Regions from separate parts of the Macaca mulatta genome. Here region 2 is linked to region 1. Evidence: chromatin contacts called from public Hi-C data. All regions are on one chromosome and are shown on one strand. The core of a region is the stretch at or near the end of the contact, and the rest is flanking DNA. Distances in the headings are between cores, read along the strand shown.

Region 1 (6,064 bases), core at 2,155-4,654:
TTGGAACCCTCCCCCTGCTTTGAGGACCCATCTTTAGCCCCCTTTGGATCTTGAATCAGGGAGCCAGCCTGCCAGCATCCAGGGTTAAGGGGAGGAAACCACGGAATCCATTGTCTGGACCAGGGGGGACCTACCATTGGAAAGGGAATGGGACCAGAATTCTAGACCAGGCTTTGCTACCAATTATTCGGGTGACCTGGGTTAGTCCTTACCTCTCTGTGGTCCTAAGTTTTCTGGTCCCCAAAACAAGAGCATTGGGCTGGCTGCATCCTGAGCTACAAGACTTCTGGCCTCAGATGCCTCCAGATTGATATGGGCTGGAAGTAGGGTGACACATTCGTTCTGATTTGCTCATTCAGATTTACTTTCCAGGTTTTAGCATCAAGATAAACCTTCTCAGTCCCTGATAAATTAGGATGGTTGGTCACCCTAGCTGGAGGACTGTTAGGTTAACCTCACCTCGCATTTTACCCACCAAGTCAAGACACGCAGCATCTCGCCTTTGTTCCTATGTGGCCACAGAACTATTTTCTAGCCATTTTGTTTGTATGTATCGTGTTTCTAGGGCTCAACTGAAAACCCTCTCAGGTCCAGCTACCACTTCCCTCAATTCCTTCAGATCTTCTGGGCTCTGCTTGACCATCTCCTTTCCCCCCTCCCCGCACCCCCTCCCATTCCTCAGGATGGTCTTTTTTGGTTGTCTCCATCAGCTCCCCTGGAACCCCTTTAGTTCCTTCCTCTGCATTTAATGCGGGATCTGTGCTGAAGCAGGTGCTCCACAAGTCATCACGGAAAGTCTGAATATCTCCAGGGCCCAGGGCAGGGCTGCCCCCACCCCCCAGGAGGGCTTCACACCCCAATTCCAGGGCAACTTTGTTGGCAGGACAGATCCTTCCTGGAAGAGGTTGCAGGGAGCCACTCCCCAGGTGTGACTTCTTAACCCTTTGTCTTCCATGGGACCACTCAGGCATTGGGTGGAGCCTGTGGACCCCTTCTCAGAATAATTTTTTACAACGGCATTAGGATTACAATGAAAAATCATTTACTAAAATAGATATCAAAGTATTAACAATTTGTCATATAGTGATATATGTTCTCCTTTACTAATACATTAAATAAGATTTAGTGGTGGATCTAATATGACTTTAATTTCACAGTTCTGGTAGCTTAGATGATATCTTGAGATGTTTACAGTAACTGTAGTGTGTTATGTAAATACCTGTGATTTCTACTAGTGACAAAATCACAGGGACATCTACTTGCTACCTACATTCATAATCAAAGGATATGTTAAAAACCATTGGACGGGCATGGTGGCTGTAATCCCAGCACTTCAGGAGGTCGAGGTGGGTGGATCACCTGAGGACGGGAGTTCGAGACCAGCCTGACCACATGGAGAAACCCCCATCTCTACTAAAAATACAAAAAATTAGCCAGGCATGGTGGCGCATGCCTGTAATTCCAGCTACTTGTGAGGCTGAGGCAGAAGAATCGCTTGAACCCCCAAGGTGGAGGTTGTGATGAGCTGAGATCGCACCATTGCACTCTAGCCTGGGCAACAAGAGCGAAACACTGTCCCGAACAAACAAACAAACAAAAAACCATTTAGAGATTAGTGAGGATAAAGATAAAACTTTTGTCCACCCCCGTGTCATGAACTCCCCAGAATTCTATCCTCAGTCTTCCTGGGGGTCCATGAACCTCTGCTTCAAGGCAAAGGGGTTTTGATTCTTTAGGTTGGATAAACAAGAACATCCTCAAGAGATGAGAGAATGAAGAGTAAAGGGCAGTGTCCAGATTGGGTTGGGTTAAGCAGAGAAAGGTTTCTAGATGGGTGAGTTTCAGAGCTGGGTGTTTAAGGTGAGTCCGTGTTGGCAGGAAGCAAGGAACTGCGGTTGAGGGAAGGAACTATGGGGAGGGTTTGCTTTTATGGCTAAATCAAAAACACAGCAGACTAACATCATAGCCACATCACTCCAGGGCAAGTCCGTGTCTCCTTTGTCACCAACAACACCAAGGCATTGTCCATGTAAGACAGTGTGCCTGTCCTCAAGCTTACATACAAAGAGACAAAACAAACACAAAAGTTAATAACAAGACAAACATTAAATTGCAATTTAAAAAATTCAGTCGGAAGAATCTGAAACATGCCACATATCTGGTTAAGTGCATACAATACAAGCCACAGGCGTTCACAGGTGGGGGTCACCTCCCCTCTGAGGTTTTCGGTGAGGACCAAATGCGGGAATGGACACGAGGCCAGCTTTGTGGAAGGCCGGTTAGAGTATGCACTTTGGACCATTGCGGCTACTTAACGTCTCAGTGACCTTCTCTGTAAAATGGGGATAATAAATAAGTATGGTGCCTGACATATACTGATGTTTGCAACATGATTCAGGAGACCCCAGAGACTGGAGAACTTGGCCTTTAACGTGGTAGGTGTGAAAACATTTGAATGAATGAATGAATGGTTCCTCGGGTTGCCTTGGTCTGCCCCAGGCTGCCCGCTAAGCCCCATGTCTGTGAAATGAATTCCCAGCTCTCGGGGTCAGCTTCATCTCAGCGTGTGGGTGTGGGTGGTGGGGAGGTGCTCAGCAGCTCAGCGGAGGCCAGGCCCAGGCCGAGTTTGTGGGTGTCATCCCGGGAGGGTCTTGCTCAGCCTCCCCAACCCCCATGCTGCTCGGCGCCTCAGTGGCGGGGGAACCGGCGGGCTTGGCGGTGCCCGGGTTGATCTCGGGGGGACGAGGCCGGCAGCTAGCGTCCGAGGAGCCCACCCCTGGGTCCGCAGCGTGGAGGACGTGCCGGCCTAGGCGCCGCCTTATCCCCGTAAGGTGGATCTGGGCCTCCCCAGGCTGGAGTGGGGGTGGGGTGCCGGTGCACCTTCGGATACTGTGATTCCCCCAGCCCTTCCAGCCGCGGTCGCCCACATCCGAAGGAATTTGGGGCCAGGGGCATTCGGGGCGGAGAGGACAGAGAAACGGAGCCCTCTCGGCAGGCGACGAGGGAGAGGAGCGCCCTAAAAAGTGGAAAGCGAGCTTTGCCGAGGCTGCTGGCCCCTTTAAGAGGCCCGGCTGGCTCTGCGGCGGTTCTAGCTAACTCGGTCCCTGGTGCAGCTCTGCGGTCCGGGTCCCCCAGCAGAGAATCGGCACCCGGCGGGGAGGCAGGACCAGACGCAGGAGAGGGCGTGGCCCCGCCGGGGAGCTGGGCGGAGTCGACGCTGCGGCGAAAGCGGGAGAACCCGGCGGTGGGCGGAGCCAAGGGTCTGTGGGTGGGGCCCGGCTCTGCGGGCCTCGTGGGGCGGAGCCTCTGGCTCCGGGAACGCCGCAGAGGGAGGAGGGGTGGGCGGGGCCGCGGTGAGGGCGGGGCCAGTGTCTGCAGTGGGCGGGGCCCGCCGCAGAGTGGGCAGTGCCGGCCGAGAGTCCTCTGCGTGCGGCTGCCGCGGCCCCTCCACAGCGTCTCTGACAGCCCGGGCGGTGCGACCCGCGACCCTTCTGGCCCCGCGCAGATACCGCGGCCTCTACCGCATCCAGAGGAGCGCCCGAGTGCCCTCTCTCGCCTCGGCGCCCGCATCCGGGGCCATCCGTCCCGCCGTCGCTGCGGAGGCCGCATCTGGCGCGCATCTGGAACCGCCCGGCCGGCCGCGCTGGAGCCCGCGCCCACCCTAGCCCGGCCGCGCCGGGAGCCCTGCCCGGAGCTGGAGCCGCACCTGGAGCCGCGGGCCCGGGGCCCTGAGCCGCGCAGCCGGCGCATGGTGAACTCGCTGCTGTTCGGGGAGATGGCCTTGGCCTTCGGCTGCCCGCCGGGCGGCGGCGGCGGGGGCTGCCCTGGCGGGGGCAGCGGCGGCGGCGGGGCCGGGCCGGGTCCGTCGCCGGTGACGGCGGCGCTGCGGGACGACCTGGGCTCCAACATCCACCTCCTGAAGGGGCTCAACGTGCGCTTCCGCTGCTTCCTGGCCAAGGTGCACGAGCTGGAGCGGCGCAACCGGCTGCTGGAGAAGCAGCTGGAGCAGCAGCAGAGCGAGCGCGAGCGGCGGCTGCGCTACAAGACCTTCTCCCGCGAGCAGGCCGTACAGACCGGGCCCGAGCTGCTGCGGCCCCCAGCGCCCGGCGGCGGGCACGGCCTCGGCAGCGGCGCGGCGGCCGGCGTCAACGCCAATGCCGTGGCCCTGGGCGGCCTGCCCCCCGGCGGCGGCTCGCACCCGCAGCACTACGGCCGCCTGCCCGGGACCATCTGGAGCTACACGCAGGTGCGGCGCACGGGCGGCGGCGGCGTGGAGACCGTGCAGGGCCCCGGCGTGTCGTGGGTGCACCCCGACGGCGTGGGCGTGCAGATCGACACCATCACGCCGGAGATCCGCGCGCTCTACAACGTGCTGGCCAAGGTGAAGCGCGAGCGCGACGAGTACAAGCGGAGGTGAGTGGCCGCCCCTCCCCCGCCACCCTGGGAGGGGGCGCCCAGGTCCAGGCTGCCGCGGAATGCGTGTGCGGGACGGGGGCCGGGCCGGCAGCTGGTCCTGGCAGGTGGGCTGGAAGCTGTGTTTGCAGAGTGCCTTACACATGCCAGGAAGGCCCAATTATCTAGATCCCAGGATGGGGGTGGGCGCTGGCTACCGTGGGGGCCACCTCGATGCTATCACTGGTTAGGCACATTGTTTTCTAGGTGACATAATAACTATCTGTGTTTTATGTGATCTCATTTAATTCTCAGCACAATACAGCGTGTAAGGCAGACTTATCCTCATCTTATAGATGAGGAAACCGAGGTGCAGAAGTGCTAAGTGACTTGCCTAAGGTGGCTTGGCGAAGGAGTTGTGAAACCAGGATTTCAACCAGAGATTTTAACCACTCCTGGCTAGTCTGTCTCCTAGCATAGGTATTTTTCCCAAGGAAGTAGGAAGTAGGCTCCCCTCCCTCAACAGATGAAAAGAAAAACTCTAACCAACCCACTGCCTTTTTATTTCTTGAATTAAATGAGATCATGTGTTTGAAAATGGATGGATCTGCCCCTGCCCCCTGGGGCCAGTGTCTGCCGTCTTGCTCCAGCTCTGTAACGTCCAGCTTGCTGGGTTGGATAACCACAACTATAGCAGACTGCTCACAAGCTTTTATAAAATGCCTCCTTTCATCCCTCTTCCCCCCACTCCCTGAGTTTCATGGTTTATTGAGCCCTAACAAACTCAGCCTTAAAAGCCCCCAGGAGAAGATAATGTTGGGTTGGAGACTGGACATTGAATGGACTGAGACCACCATCTCTGGCTAGAACTGGGGTCCAGACTCTGTAGGACTGGCCAGTGCATTCCTGCCCAGCTCAGATTCCCCAGCTGGGAAACTGTCATTGCTTCCTGCCTGCAGTCTGGCCAACAATACTGTCTGCTTGGCTTTCTGATGAGAGGAGAGGGGTCTCCTATCCTCCTCCTCTTCCCATAAGGGTAGAGGGGTCTGTCTTTGGCATCTCAGACCTGGCTGGGGGAGGGGCCCTCTGGCCCTGGCAGTCGCTGTTCCAGGCACGGGCAGCCTTCCACCCGGAGTTATTGGCTCTGAACTCCAGGGCTTGGAGGATGTACTGAGAAGGGCCCTACCTTCCATCTCTAAAGGTCTGCCCAGGGAGCTGGGCATAGGTCTCCTTCCTTATTCTCCCGTTGGACAGGCTAGCAACTGGGTAGAATTCAAAAGCCAGCCTTATACCTGCTGGTGAGATTATCAAACCACTTGAAATCCTGTTTGCTCATCTGAGAAATGGGAATAATAAAATCTGCCCACAGTTGCTCGAGGGGAGAGCAGGACGGTGATGCTCTTCGGAAGGTATAAAGTAATCAAGCTGATGTTATTAAAGATGATAGGCACTTTGTCAAGCTAGCGGGGAGCAGAAACGTTGAGAGTCCTCAAGCTCTCTCATGCAGCACCTCACTTCCTGGGGGTAGGTCTTACACTCCACTGGGAGATGGGCTTCTCTCCTGAGTTACCTCTTTCTCTGGAGGTACTTGAGAATGGCCCATCTGGTGCCCTCTCTCCTGCGTTACCTCTTTCTCTGGAGGACTTGAGAATGGCCCACCTGGTGCCTTGCC
Region 2 (6,064 bases), core at 2,344-4,843, 52 kb after region 1:
TCCCTTCCTGCTGGCTTTTAATATCTGCTCTCCTCTTGGGAGTGAGGACTTGGGGCAGGTGGGTGGGAGAGGGTAAGCCAGAGTGTGATGGGCCTGCCTCCTGGGCTGGTTCCGGGGTCCGGCCTGCCTGACTGCCTGCCTCTCCACCACATGCTCTTTTCAGTTAATGCCAGTGGGCTGTGCTTGTCCCCTCACCATGAGCCCACAGCTTGCCAAGAAAGACCCCAAAGCTCGCTGGGGCAGCACCAGTCCTAGCTGGGATGAATTGGTCCATCCTTTGTAAAGCTGTAAATACTTAGTTTTGACTTTCTATTTCTAAGCCCGGTGTCATATTGACACTGGTATTTTAGAATTGTTCTCAGATGGGCTCTCCTGCGCTGCCCTCTGTCTCCTATTTTTGGGGGTTTTATACAAACAGAGGATTGGGGAGGGATAGGAAGACTAGCATCCATTTGGCTCCCTGGTTGGTTGTGAAACACACACACACACACACACACACACACTCCTCTGAGACTCCAAACAGAGAAAAAAATTATTGGCAAGCCAACATTTTCTTTCTTGTCTTGAGAAAATGTCTTGAGGTCCCTGAAGGACCAAATCCATCGTGGACTAACTCTGTGGGTAGAACTCAGATGACCTAGGGAGAATTCAACCACTTACGCTTGGAATGGGAGGAGAGGGGGTGGGGTGGGGGAAGATTATAAGATGTAACTTAAGCTAAATGTAATCTATTTATAAAGCAAGAGACTCTCATCTATTTTTATGAAAGGAAGGGTTTTTTAATCTAGGGTAGGCAGTTGTGGTAGCCCAGCATTCTCCTGTGGACGAGAAATGGTGCATGTTGTTGCCGGATTGAATAGAACCCATTCCCCTCCCCATGCCTCGTCTTCTGTCCTCACTTTTGGTCATTAACACCCATGAGCAGCTTCAGCAGACTGTAGGTCCCACTTCACCCCATTCTCCTCTCCTCTGACCCCTCAGTTTCTTGGAAGTCTTGGGGTAGGTTGCAGGAAATTCAGAAGTGTGGTGGGTGGGGGAAGGGCCAAGGCACACTAGGGAGGGGACAAGCTGGGCTCTGGGGGTAGGCTCTGATTAGTTACTCTGACTCTGGTCTGCCGAGATCCATTTCCAACTCAGCTGCGCTGGGAGAGGGTTGGGAGGCAGCAGAGCATGGGTGACAGTGGGAGTACATGACTTCCTTGGAGCCTGGGCCTTTGTGGGTCCCAGGTGGTCAGGCAGCTGGAGTAGGAGTGGAAATGGCATAAGATGCTCATAGCCCAGCCCTGGCTGTGCCTACTCCAGGCCAAGCCTGGGCTGCAGTCCTTGCTGTGTTCCCCCCAGGGTCCTGGGGGAGGGATCAGGGTGCTGGGGGTTTCCTAGGACAGGGGTCTTCCCCCTTGAGACACCAAGCTCTGGCTCTGGAAGAGCTCTCTCCTGAAGTGGGGAGTCTGGAGGGGGCTGGGTGGGTGCAGGTAAAGCCAGATTCTCTCTGGAAGGGAATTTTCTATGAATGGATGATTTCCAGGCTCAGGGTGGGCTGTGTGTTAGTTCTGGGCAAATCCCTCACCAAGACCCCTCCCTCCCAAGCCCTCAAAGAAACGAGGCAAAGCCCTTCCCTGCAAGACCCCTTGTGGACGTTTCTGCATCTACCTGATTTTTAGCCCCATCCAGGGAGACTTTATACCCCATGATTCCATCCTGCCCCACCGTTGCTGTTGTCTGCCAGCTGGGTCTAGCATCACAGGGAAGGGGGGTTTATACTCACGGAAAGACTACTGATCCTACCGGAAACCAACCTGTTTACTGTACTGTTGTAAATATCATGCCCTTTATATCCTGTATATTGGCTTCTTTTAAATAAAGTGAAGTGTCTTAGAACTGATGGTGCTTTTTTTTTTGTTTTTGTTTTTAAATAGAAGATGAATCTGCTGTTGGGGGAGGGGTAAGAGGACTGAGGGTCACAGAAACACTCAAACTCATTAGCTAATTAGCCATAAAATAGGGGATGTCATATCACCTGTTACATTTGTAGCTCACAATAAAAGCTTTGGAAGATGATAAAGCAGGAATCATTACACACATTTTACTGAAGGGGAAGAGAGGACCCGAGACATCACGGGCTCAGTAACTGGCTTGGCCTGGTTTGGAACTGATGGCCTTTTAACCACAAAGTTCCCATTTCTCCAGGCTCTCCAACGTGCCCACACGAGGTCACCTCCCCAGGCTCTACATTTGACACTATCCAACGTTCTAGTTTTTCTTGTTAATGGGCACGTTCAGGGCAACATTGCCCTAATGTGAACTGAGCCCACCTGTCTAGGGTCTTCTCCAAAGATGAAGACAAATAGCCGCCACCAATTCCAAGTTGCTTTTTGCCATTCCTAATACTTGGCACTTTTCCCTCCCCAACTCTTCATTTAAATGTTTAAATTCTCCCAAAGTATCTTAAATGGTGTAATCCGGAGAAAAAGAAGTGGCCTAAGATCATGGGGGCATTGTGAGTTGGGTATTATTACCTCCGTTTTACAGATGAGGAAACTGAGGCCCAGAAAGGATCTGTAGTCTGCCTAGTGCCCTAATGAGGAACCAGAATCAGCATCGGAACTGACTCCTAAGCAGGTGCCCGGTTCATGCTGCTGGAAGAAATATAAACAAATTAGAAGAGAGAGTAAGGAAACGTAACATTACTTTAGGAATAGATTGGGTCCCTGAGACCTCGTCATCAGAGAAGACTTCAGAATCCAAGTTTTAAATAGCATTCGAGTGTTTACCAAGCACACAACATTTTGCAAAGCTGACATTTTTACTTGGGGGTAAAAGGCTCAGGAACAACATGGTTTTGCGGCCAAAGGCTTTAAAATGAAAAGCTAAGCGTTGGCCAGCTCAGGTTTTATCTTGCATTGATCGTAATCTGCAAGAAAGCTAAGAAGCTGGCCAGCGCTGGGCCTGGCGGGTATGTGGAGGGCGGCTGGGTCCTGGCCAATGAGGCTGGAAGGCAGGCTCATTCCACGGGCAGTGCCCGGGAAGCAGCAGGGGGCTGGCCGCGCTGTGGCCCTGCGGGGTCGAGGAGTCTGGTAACGGACAGGTTTCTGGCCTCGCACAAACCACTGGCGGCCTAAAAGAAGCCAGTCTGACGCCCACGGGACGCCGGGCACACACCAGAGGGCCGGGCGCAGCGAATCCTTCCGCCCCGCTTCAGCACGTGTCCCATTCCGGTTATCTCATTGGCTCTATTCAGCCCCTCTCTGCTCCACTTTGGAAGGCTGCAACAGGACCGCACCGTTGATTGGTTCAGAAGCTTTGGTGTGTCACTCTGATTGGTCGGAGGGGTTCACGCCCTCTCGGGTCATACCATAACGAGAGGAGGGGAAAACGCATGCATTTCAGGACTTCGCTTTCGGGTTCCCTTGCCTTGTGTTGTGTTATGCCCCTATTATGGCACGAACAGATACTTTTTATTAGCCGAAGCTAAATATAGTGGAACTTCGGCTGATCCCGAGCTCGGAGGACAGCCGGCGTGATCCGTTTCCCCCCGCGGATCGAGGTGGTGCGTTCTGGACGGGGCTGTGCATTCTAGCGGCGCCTGGGCGGACGAGCCAGCAAACAACCCCGCTGCGACCTAGAGATGCTGCTCCCGGCGTCCGCGCTGCGCCGCGCCCTCCTGTCCCGCCCCTGGACCGGGACCGGGTGAGTGAGCACGGGGCCCGGGACGGCCCGAGCGCGCGCCTGGGGCCCGGGAGCCTGGGAGTCACTGGGCGTCCCCAGCGCCGCACTCCCTCCCTGCCGGACCCCCAAGCTGCTTGGGTCACCGCCGGGTTCCTCACGGGCTCCCCTCCGACCCCCACACAGGCCTTTCTCCCACTGAGATCCCTTAGCCTCCTCCCTCAGGTAGTCACCTTACTTTAGCGAGGGGACCCCTCTTCCCGAATCCTGCGACCGAGTAGGGTGCCTCGGGGGCCCTGCCGGTTCCCACGCTCGGAAAGTAATCTCTGTAGTCACTCGTCTCCTAATACTGGATCTTCGCAATTTGCGAGCTTCCCCCGAGGGGCACCTCTGTTTTTTAGCACACCACACATCTCACTTCCCCACCCTCGTCCCACGTTCAGTGCCCCCATCCCGCCCCGGATTCCCCGAGTCCTCCTCTCCTTCTACCAGGACTTCTGCCTCTCTTTTCCGCTCCCCCCGCACCCCGCCGCCCGCTTTTTTTTTCACGTTAAATGTTGGACAGAAAAGAGGGACTCCTTTTTTCTTGTAGGTGGAATAATCGTATTTATGGGGTGCTTATAATGAACCAAATGCTGGCCAGGCACTTGGCAGGTGTCTTACCATGAGGATTAAGTGGTTATTACACGGGGAGTACCCTGAACAGTGCCCGGCCCAAAGGCAGCGCCCGGTTGTGATTATCACCATGATCATCATCATTATCACCTCTTTTTAAACTTCTCACTCCTGTGAGGCAGGTATTATTCCAAATAATGAAGAAAACCAGGAGCAGTTCAGGGGTGGAGCTGCCCTTCAAATCCAGATTTGCAAACCCTGCCATTGTGGAGCCCGGTGTCTGGATCCTTGCCCACTCAGTGACAAATATTCTCAGAGAGCCCCTCCAGCTCGGGGCTAGGTTTGGAGAGGTGGGTGGGACACAGACCCTGCCCCGGAGGGGATCCTAGTCTGGCGGGGCTGCGCACCTGTGGGTCAGCACCTCCTCCCATTTGAGTTTTGTTTGCTTGACTTCCGGGGCTGTTAGCGGCTCTCTCTCTCCTGATGAGCTGTGCCCTTTCTGAGTTAATCAGTGGCCCTCTCCCTTCCCCCAAAGGATGACATGGTGGTGCCCTGAACGCAAGTGAGTTTCAACCCTGCTGCGTGTCCTCTGTGAGTGAGGAGGGGATAGGAAAGGGTGCAGGAAGAGGACATGGGACAGAAGAGTTCCTCTTCTAGGCTGAGACTGGGGCCACACTTGCCATACTCCCTGTGCGATGCCATTTGCAGGCCTTGCCTGCACTCTGAGGCCCAGGAAGATGGGGCTTATAGAGTCCAGTGTTATACTGAGTGCCTACTGTGAGCTGATGCTCTACCAAACACCCTAGAGGTGAGGAGTACCCAGGGAATTTACATGGGGTAGGGCCTTTGAGGAGTTTTCAGCTTAATAGGGGAGAAATGCATAGAAAAAACCTCCGATATCTAGTAGAAAGCAATCCATATTCTAAAAGATAAGCCCATGATAACAATAATAATTATCAAGCAATCAGGCACCACGGGCTTAACACCGAGCCGATAAGTACCGTCTCATTTCTGTATTATCATGGGACATGATCTGCCATTCAGAGATATATGACTGAAATTACAGGTGGTCTAAATCCAGATTTATGCTCTGAATTATGAGGCCTCCTGAATTGAGAGGGGAAAGAGAAAGAGCGTTTCGCAACCGGTTCCCTGGGCTCAGGTTACTCCTTTGATGCAGCAGCTGGCCGCATGCCTAGACAGGATTTCTCAACCTCACCACGATTCACATTTGGGGCTACATTTTTGTTGTTGTGGAGTCTGTCCTGTGCACTGTAGAATGTTTAGCAGAGTCCTTGGCCTTTACCCACTCCATGTCAGGGGCACCCCCGGCCCTGACAGTTACAAAAGAAGTTCTGGCCCTAACAGGAAACACAAGTTCCCAGACATTGCCAGATGTTCCCTGGGGGACAAAAATCACCTCTGGTTGAGAGCCACTGCTCTAGAGGAACAGCTTTGGTATTCGATCACTTGTTCATGTACTCAACGAACATTTAGGGCACACCTGTGGCGTGCCGTGTCTGCATTTATGGGGAAACAGTTGCAGGGCGTTTTCAGTGACATCCCTCAGTGTCCTATGTGTAAGACTCTAGTCCTGAGAAAAACCACTGCTTTTGAGGAACATGTATGGGAGATGTTTCTTAGTGTTTTCTTTTTTTGCCTTGAGTGCCAGGAATCTCTGCCCGTTTTAAAAAATACCCTTGATACATGTTTTCTTTTAGTTTAATACATGTCAATTGTGAAAACTACAGATAGGGCAAAAAAAAAAAAAAAAAAGAAAAATCAC

Evidence for each region. A called contact is a pair of places that touch in the nucleus more often than the background predicts.
Region 2: a contact with region 1 is called in a Hi-C map of cortical neurons, with 4 times the contacts expected there. The contact joins the promoter of ALDH4A1 here to the promoter of IFFO2 in region 1. A contact is called at or near these places in 3 of 14 Hi-C or Micro-C datasets (CD4 T cells, blood and cortical neurons).

Annotation. Positions count from the first base shown.
Region 1 is chr1:222,026,584-222,032,647 of T2T-MMU8v2.0, forward strand. IFFO2 (intermediate filament family orphan 2) reads left to right here and starts at 3,405. Exons shown (of 8, transcript XM_028838838.2): 1 at 3,405-4,413. The coding sequence starts at 3,749.
Region 2 is chr1:222,078,559-222,084,622 of T2T-MMU8v2.0, forward strand. It overlaps ALDH4A1 (aldehyde dehydrogenase 4 family member A1), which reads left to right and starts at 3,594. Exons shown (of 15, transcript XM_015126940.3): 1 at 3,594-3,687. The coding sequence starts at 3,626. IFFO2 (intermediate filament family orphan 2) reads left to right here. Exons shown (of 8, transcript XM_028838838.2): 8 at 1-1,882.